Linked DNA regions of Mus musculus: region 1 is linked to region 2. Evidence: chromatin contacts called from public promoter capture Hi-C data. All regions are on one chromosome and are shown on one strand. Each heading gives the region's core, a stretch centred on a gene start, on an enhancer-like site or on the middle of the called end of the contact. The rest is flanking DNA. Distances are from core to core; before and after follow the strand shown. Region 1 holds the start of Arfip1 (ADP-ribosylation factor interacting protein 1). Region 2 holds the start of Tmem131l (transmembrane 131 like).

The links. Promoter capture Hi-C pulls out the DNA fragments that hold promoters and counts their contacts.
Region 1: a contact with region 2 is called in a promoter capture Hi-C map of pre-B cells. The contact joins the promoter of Arfip1 here to the promoter of Tmem131l in region 2. A contact is called at or near these places in 2 of 39 promoter capture datasets (hippocampal neurons and pre-B cells), 1 of 484 Hi-C or Micro-C datasets (embryonic stem cells) and 2 of 115 datasets of contacts at active chromatin or transcription factors (memory CD8 T cells and pancreatic cancer cells).

The regions. Positions count from the first base shown.
Region 1 is chr3:84,581,271-84,584,424 of GRCm38.p6, reverse strand. Arfip1 (ADP-ribosylation factor interacting protein 1) reads left to right here and starts at 1,800. Exons shown (of 9, transcript NM_001081093.2): 1 at 1,800-2,011. Gm35410 (predicted gene, 35410) reads right to left here and starts at 2,010. Exons shown (of 1, transcript NR_164319.1): 1 at 1-2,010.
Region 2 is chr3:84,038,634-84,042,097 of GRCm38.p6, reverse strand. Tmem131l (transmembrane 131 like) reads left to right here and starts at 1,937. Exons shown (of 35, transcript NM_172681.4): 1 at 1,937-2,121; 2 at 2,713-2,783. The coding sequence starts at 1,998. Gm30352 (a long non-coding RNA gene) reads right to left here and starts at 1,877. Exons shown (of 4, transcript XR_867387.3): 1 at 1,187-1,877; 2 at 46-250.

The DNA.
Region 1 (3,154 bases), core at 551-3,050, 540 kb before region 2:
TGATCTCAAGTAACACACACACACACACACACACACACACACACACACGAGTGAAAAATTTCCCCAAATCCAAAGAACACAAGCCTCTGCTTCCTTCAGTCCAAATGATGTACAGAAGTATTTTGCAATTCTTCATCACCAACAGAAGCAGATTTCAGTGTTTCTAAAGGTGGGCCTACATTTGCATTTCTCTTGGGGCAAAAGAAATCTTGGGAGAAATAAATTAATCCCATCATAGTCTTGCTCACCACAATATTATGGATAAGGATAATCATGCAGAATACCAGAACCTCACTGGACTGATCGATCAGTTACTTAAAATAGACAACTAATAGCATCTTTATCAAAGAAAATTAGCATTAGTTCCAAGTCCATCAGAACCATCATAAAAACTATCAGCAATTCCTAGAGAAAGTATACAACTTAAGAACAAATAGATAATAAAAGAAGCCAAGTATCCCCAAATTTAAAGAAACACCACCAGGCATCCTCAAGGAGACACCCAGTTTTGTTATGTACTAGCTGTCCACACCATTCATACACAACCGGGCATTGCAAGACATGTTTTCCAAGTCACCCTTCAGAAGCCCTGTACATGATGACACTTGCACTTAGCTACAAGTCTTATTCAGTTCTTACAGAACGAGAGCAAGAGTTACACTAGACAGGGGCCCCTTTCTAATAATGGAGAAGACTAATGGGTTTCAACTCAAGAGGATGGTTTTGAGTAGGAAAATTCACAATACATTGCAGAATAATTACAGTTTGAGAGAATTGGTACCCACCCACCACTCCCTTTATAGCTCAATTTCAGAACAGAAAAGCCCTTTATACAAGATTTATGTTTGGGCATGTCAGCACTGTTTTTGTTGATGTTTTGTTTGAGTTGATGTGCTAGCAATCTAAGACAATACCGTTATTTAGGTTTGAAATATGTGTAGTGCATTATGTAAATGTATGTAGTGTTACTATTAACCAGACTGAGGAAGACACAGTACAAGGATATTTAAACTCATTATCTAACACCGCTGGGAATAGGGAAGATTCTCGCAGGTACCCCCAAAGTCTGGTAGGAAACGACCAAGAAGAGCTCTGGGAGAAGGGACAGTTGAACTGTTTCTGTGGACGGGGCGTCAGCGATCTACTTAAGAGGGGATGAGCAAGAAGGCAGAGTTCGGTTGCCGGCAAAAGAGGAGCAGCGAAGAAAAGTACTATGAGCCCACTGTCAGAGAGCAAGCACAGAAACAGAGCTACCACCGCACGTTCACGGTTGCCGGTCTTGGTGCACAGACTGGTAAGAGTGCGGTGATCGCGGAGAGCTAGCGAGAAACCTAAGAAAGCGAGGGCCGGGCTTCCGTGCTGCCAGCGCCGGTACACTCATCTTCGCTCCATCCCTTCCGCATCCCGTTCTTCTCTCCGGTGGTTGACAAACTTTCGGCTCCGCGGTGGTGAGCTACGGCCACCTCCACCCTCCAGACACGGAGTACGCGTGTGGGAAAAGGGTAGAGGATGTCTGGCTGGAGGGCTGCACTTCGCAAACTATGGACTGTTCCTCTACGCTGCAACCCGGTTACCCCGGCAACGGTCCGTGCGGATTCCCGGATGTAGTTCACAGGGCCGCGGCCCGGGGCGGAGTCGGGAGGACCCAGCCCCCTGGGAGACGCGCGCGCACCATAGAGACGTGGCGGGGCCCGGGCTTGGCTTCTAGAGAGAGGCTGTCCGGGGCCTAAGACCCCGCACTTCCGGTCTGCTCGCTTCCGGCTTCGCGGGTAGGGTGCAAGCGCCGGAGACCGGGTTGAGAGGTCGCGGGTGCAAGTGTCCTCGGCGGTTGGTTGCCCGGAGCCTGTGACAGCTGTAGCTGCTCCCCGCCCCCGAGGCGTGGGGGAGGAGACGAAGGAAAAGCTCCCGGTTGCGCTTCCGGTCCCTTCTCCCTCTGGCCGACGTGATTCCCGAGGGCTGCGACCGGGAGAGCCCGCGACGGAGCGCTGCCGGCTTCCCCGCTGACAGACAGGTGAGGGCGGAGCCGCGGCGGAAAGGAAGGGGTTGGGGTGGCGTGCTTCCCGACAGATGGATGTGTCGCCTGCGGCTACTCTCATCAAACTTGCTCCTGGGCACTTCCATCCCTGGGAGCAGCCAAGTCCGCCCCTTGGTCCCTCCTGTCCCTCTGAGTCTGAGTGTGTTCTGGAGTGAAGGGGGGCAGCACTGGCCCCTGGGGCGGCTCCGCTCGGCAGTGGGAAGAGTTGGCAGGGTCTGGGGCTTTCTGGACTCTGTCCGAGTGGGCCGCCTTTCCCCCTGCTCTTCCCTGAGTGTCCTGCTTCCTCTCTCCTGCTGTGAGAGGAAGGGAGGTAGCAATCTCTTGGAGAGATTGCCTGACACCGGTGCCGAGGGAGGCGCCCTGCCTGAAATGTCCCAAGCCTGAGGGCGTCCAAGGAATGCTGGAGTTTGGAGGAGGAAATTGTGGCCCTGCCTTCTGGTGCGTTCCTTATTGCCAAGTTAACTACTCTTTACGTGTCTAGGAAAGGAAGCGTCTCTCTCTCTCTCTCTCTCTCTCTCTCTCTCTCTCTCTCTCTCTCTCTGTGTGTGTGTGTGTGTGTGTGTTAAGTGCTTAGATTCTAGACTTTCTCCCCTGTTATTGCTTCCTTGGCTTTGTTCTTGTTTTCCTCTTGAACCCTCTGATCTCAAAAAGTTTATATTTTACACTTCCTGCAGATCCTTTAAGTCACCCTTTCAGGATTTCTGTGCGTCCCTCCTTTATTTTTTCCTGAACTATCCTTTCTTGGTTCTTATCTGATCAGGGGGGCGGAGGACGAATGAAAAAATCGCAGGGCTTTTCATCAACGTGTTGCTTTCACAACTGCGAAGGTGTGTTCACACTTGCCATTTGATTAACTTGATTGCTAAAGAAAGGTGCACCAGATTGATGGCGGTTGGTCAGTTCTCTGGAGGCTGCAGGAATGGCTTGTATTTCATTGCTGCTCTTTCAGAGCAAGCGTTGCAGCAATGTACACTTTTCTTGTATTTGTTCTATTTTTATTTGCTTTTAATTTTCGTTTTTGTTTTTCTTGTTCACCGTGACCAACGCTTCCTTCTAACTCCAAAGTTTAACAGTATATAGGAAAACAGCATATTTCCACTATGATTTTCTGAATAAAAG
Region 2 (3,464 bases), core at 688-3,187:
AAACAATTTTACCTTGAAACATGGGAGCTGCTTATTGGACCATACCTTCCTGTTGCTCGTGAGTCAGCACGAAACATCCCTCCAGAGAAGGCCAAGTGGGTCAGATTTATCTAAGAAGACAGCTGTGTGGTCCTGGATCCTTCTCCAGTCTCGTGGCACTGCAGATACACGCTTCTGGCTTCGTGAATAACGGTCAGTTACCCACTTTGTAAAGAACCCAACACGGAAGTAGCAGTCTGCCCTGGAAAACCTTTGGTAGGAGAATAAATGAGAGCAGACTCAAATATGGCCTACGGTAATATTCCTCAGTCTTTTAAGTAGTTCTCTTTGAGAGTGTGATACTTTTTTAATGTGAGATTTTATTAGTAAAAAGGTAAAATAATTTAAAAATCGGTGGAGTTTTGCATCATGACTTTTAAATTATACCTGTCAATATTTGCTTGTTTTCTTAGTATGGGTTTAAAATTAATTAACATTAAAATTAACATTTAATATTTACATAATAAATAGTAAAAACTGAAACACCTAGTGTGGGCTGAAACATGTGTTGGTTTTGTGGTACTGTGACCTGAACCAAGAGCTTTGCATGCGATAGCCGGGACATACCATCGATTTTCTGAGACCCTTGAATGCAGTGAGGGAATTTCAGTATCCGAGGGGCAAATAGAAACCCAGAGAAGTGAAATGAAGAGGAAAAAAAGGGTCCAATGGGATAGGACAGGACATCCTTGCCAGGGATGCACCCAAGCAATCTGGGGGGGGGGGGAGTAAGAAATAATTGGAGCTGCTCAAGTTGGACAAAGCAAAATGACATTTCCATGTGGACATTTGCTTTTATCAAGTGTTAAGTATGGCAAAGAAATCAGGTGGTTTAACCTCATTTAGAGTTACATCCAGACAAAGAGATTAGGTTCACAGTATGGTATTATGAAGAGAGCATCCATCATTCATATTGTCCTTGACCAACATCTGACCTGCTATGAGACTACATTTTTTCCCATAGTCTAGACTGGAAGGCTCCAGAAGCAATTAAACAGAAGATCAATGTAAGCAGACAGGTGTACACCATCACTTCCTGAAGCTCACAGTCTCTGAGTTTCATACGAGCTACGTTTGCTGCACACAGCAAATCAACTTAAAAAAAAAAAAAACAGAGGCAGAAAATAAATTTCCAAGTATGACTTACACTACTTATTAATATTGTTAACTGGCAGGCGATCTGTGCCCTCCACTTCAACTACGTTTAGCAAGTGGCTGGCTCACTTTTGCAGTCTGATTCTGCAGGTCCATCTGCAGGGCTCTTGAAGGTCTAACCTAAGCTCTCCCACCTGTCAGGATTTGGACCGTCTCCACAGAGGGCGCTGAGCGCATTACCGCCACGCGGCGCTGAGGTCAGCCTCTCGGGTGTTGGGAGAGCTTTTTATTCTAAATTACAGACCTCGCAGCCACCGGATATCCTCGCTGCATAACAGGCAGTAGCTGTGCGGCTGCACTCGCGTTTCCTGACAACCACAGCAATATTTCCACTAATATCCTGTTCAAGGCCAAGCGCTGGGCTACGATTCATTCCCAGGACCCCTCCCCCCGGGGGGTTAGTGCCCCCACCGTGGCCCGGGTGTCATCGACAAAGAGAACCTCATGAAAGTTCACGACAACACCCTCTCCCCGTGGGCCGCGAGCCCCAGCCCCCAGAGTCAAGCTTCTGGGGGCCCTCGGGCACGTGCTGCGCGCTGTGAGCGTTCGCATTGTCTTCGTCCCTCCGCTCCCCGCCGCGTTCCATCCCCTTCTATCTGCGGAGCACACGCGCTCGGGAGCAAGCGGCGCGCCGGCGCTGAGCAGCAGTCCAACAGCTGCGGGGGCGGGCCCAACAGCGGGGGGCGGGCCCGGAGGCGGGGCGGGGCCAGGGCGCGGGGGCGGGCCCGGGGCGCGGCCTGGCGGCCGCGGCGCCACCAAACAAGAGAACAAGATCGCTGCGAGCGAGCGCGGCGAGCACCAGCATGGCGGGGCTCCGGCGCCCGCAGTCCGGCGCCTACCGCCGCACGGCCGCTGCCGTGAACCTTCTGCTGGGCGTCTTCCAGGTCCTGCTGTCCTGCTGCCGTCCGGGAGGGGCTCAGGGACAAGGTCAGCCCGTCGTCGGGGCTGGCTGTCCCCGCCGCCCCGCCCCCCCTTTCTTTTAGGGAACTGTTGAAATCTGTGAGGGTTCGCGGAGGAAGGGGACTCGGGCGGCTGGGGAAGACGGGCTGCTGCAGCCCTGCGACCGCAGCGTCCCCTCGGCGACTCTAGGCCGGGCCAGGAGCGGGCAGCGTGGGGCTCAGGGACCGCTAGCCGCGCACGCCCCGGAGCCTTTGTGCGCGGGCCCCTGCGCCCCGGGCGCATCCCCCGCTTTGTGTGGCGCGCGGGTGCCTCGCCGCGCCCGGCTTCCTGCAGCTTTGTTTCCCCCAGCCCGGTGGCTTGGGGGTCGCGCCGTGCTTGGTGCGGCGGCCTCATGCCCTGGTCTTGACCAAGCCCGCACGCCCTCATCTTCTGGACCCCGGGGTCCGGCTGGGCATTGTATTTGCATCCTCGGCTCACCCCTCGGGTGGCCTGCCCTGCGAGGGGAGAAGGAGACTTGTTTGGGGGCAGGCGGTTGGCACGAGGGGACGGGCGAGGAAACAGGAAGCGTTTCTTTGCCGTGCATTACAAACGCGGTGTGTTTTTTTGGTGTCCGTGCAGCGTTTGAGCCCTTGCCGAACGTGGTGGAGCTGTGGCAGGCAGAAGAAGGGGAACTCCTGCTGCCCACTCAGGTGAGGAGGACCGGTGACAGGGCGGGTGTGGGCGTGTGAGGGAGGAGAGGCCTGGAGGTTGCCGGCCTTCCCCCCAATGGCACAGGAGCGCTCGGGTCACTTTGCAAGGCAAATAAACGGTCGTGCCGAGCCTGAACACCTGGCAACGGTGGCTCTTCAGCCTGGCTCCCGCGCCATGTGACAGGGTGTGAGTCAGGGCCGCCCCAAGTTCAGAAGGTGGGTGTCCAGGCCACCTCAGCAGGGTTGTGTGTCTCACAGCCTTGCGCCTGGCTAGTGGCGACTTCCTTGGCTCGTTAGTGGGCCAGGGTGGGCGGAGGACTCGCTTCTGGGTCTCCACGGCTGTCTCTAAGCAGGCGGGTGTGGTGTGGATGGCAAGTGGCTGGAGGGTTGAACACAATGGGAATATTGATTTCATAAATGTTAGTGAGTGGTACTTTGCCATTAGCCTAAGTAGCTTTGGGATGAAGAAGTGACTTTAAAGGAGTATAATCTTGGAATTTCTCCAAATGTCTTTAATTCCTGTTAGAACACACCCACTTAAGAACCTGAATTTCAGGTTTTTTCACCCCCCTACGATGATATAATGATTACATGTGGAAAAATAATTGCTAACGTTTTATTGGGAATCTGTAGCATAGAGGGCTTCAGGCTGCAACGGATGTGGTACTGCAAAGCTTTTGT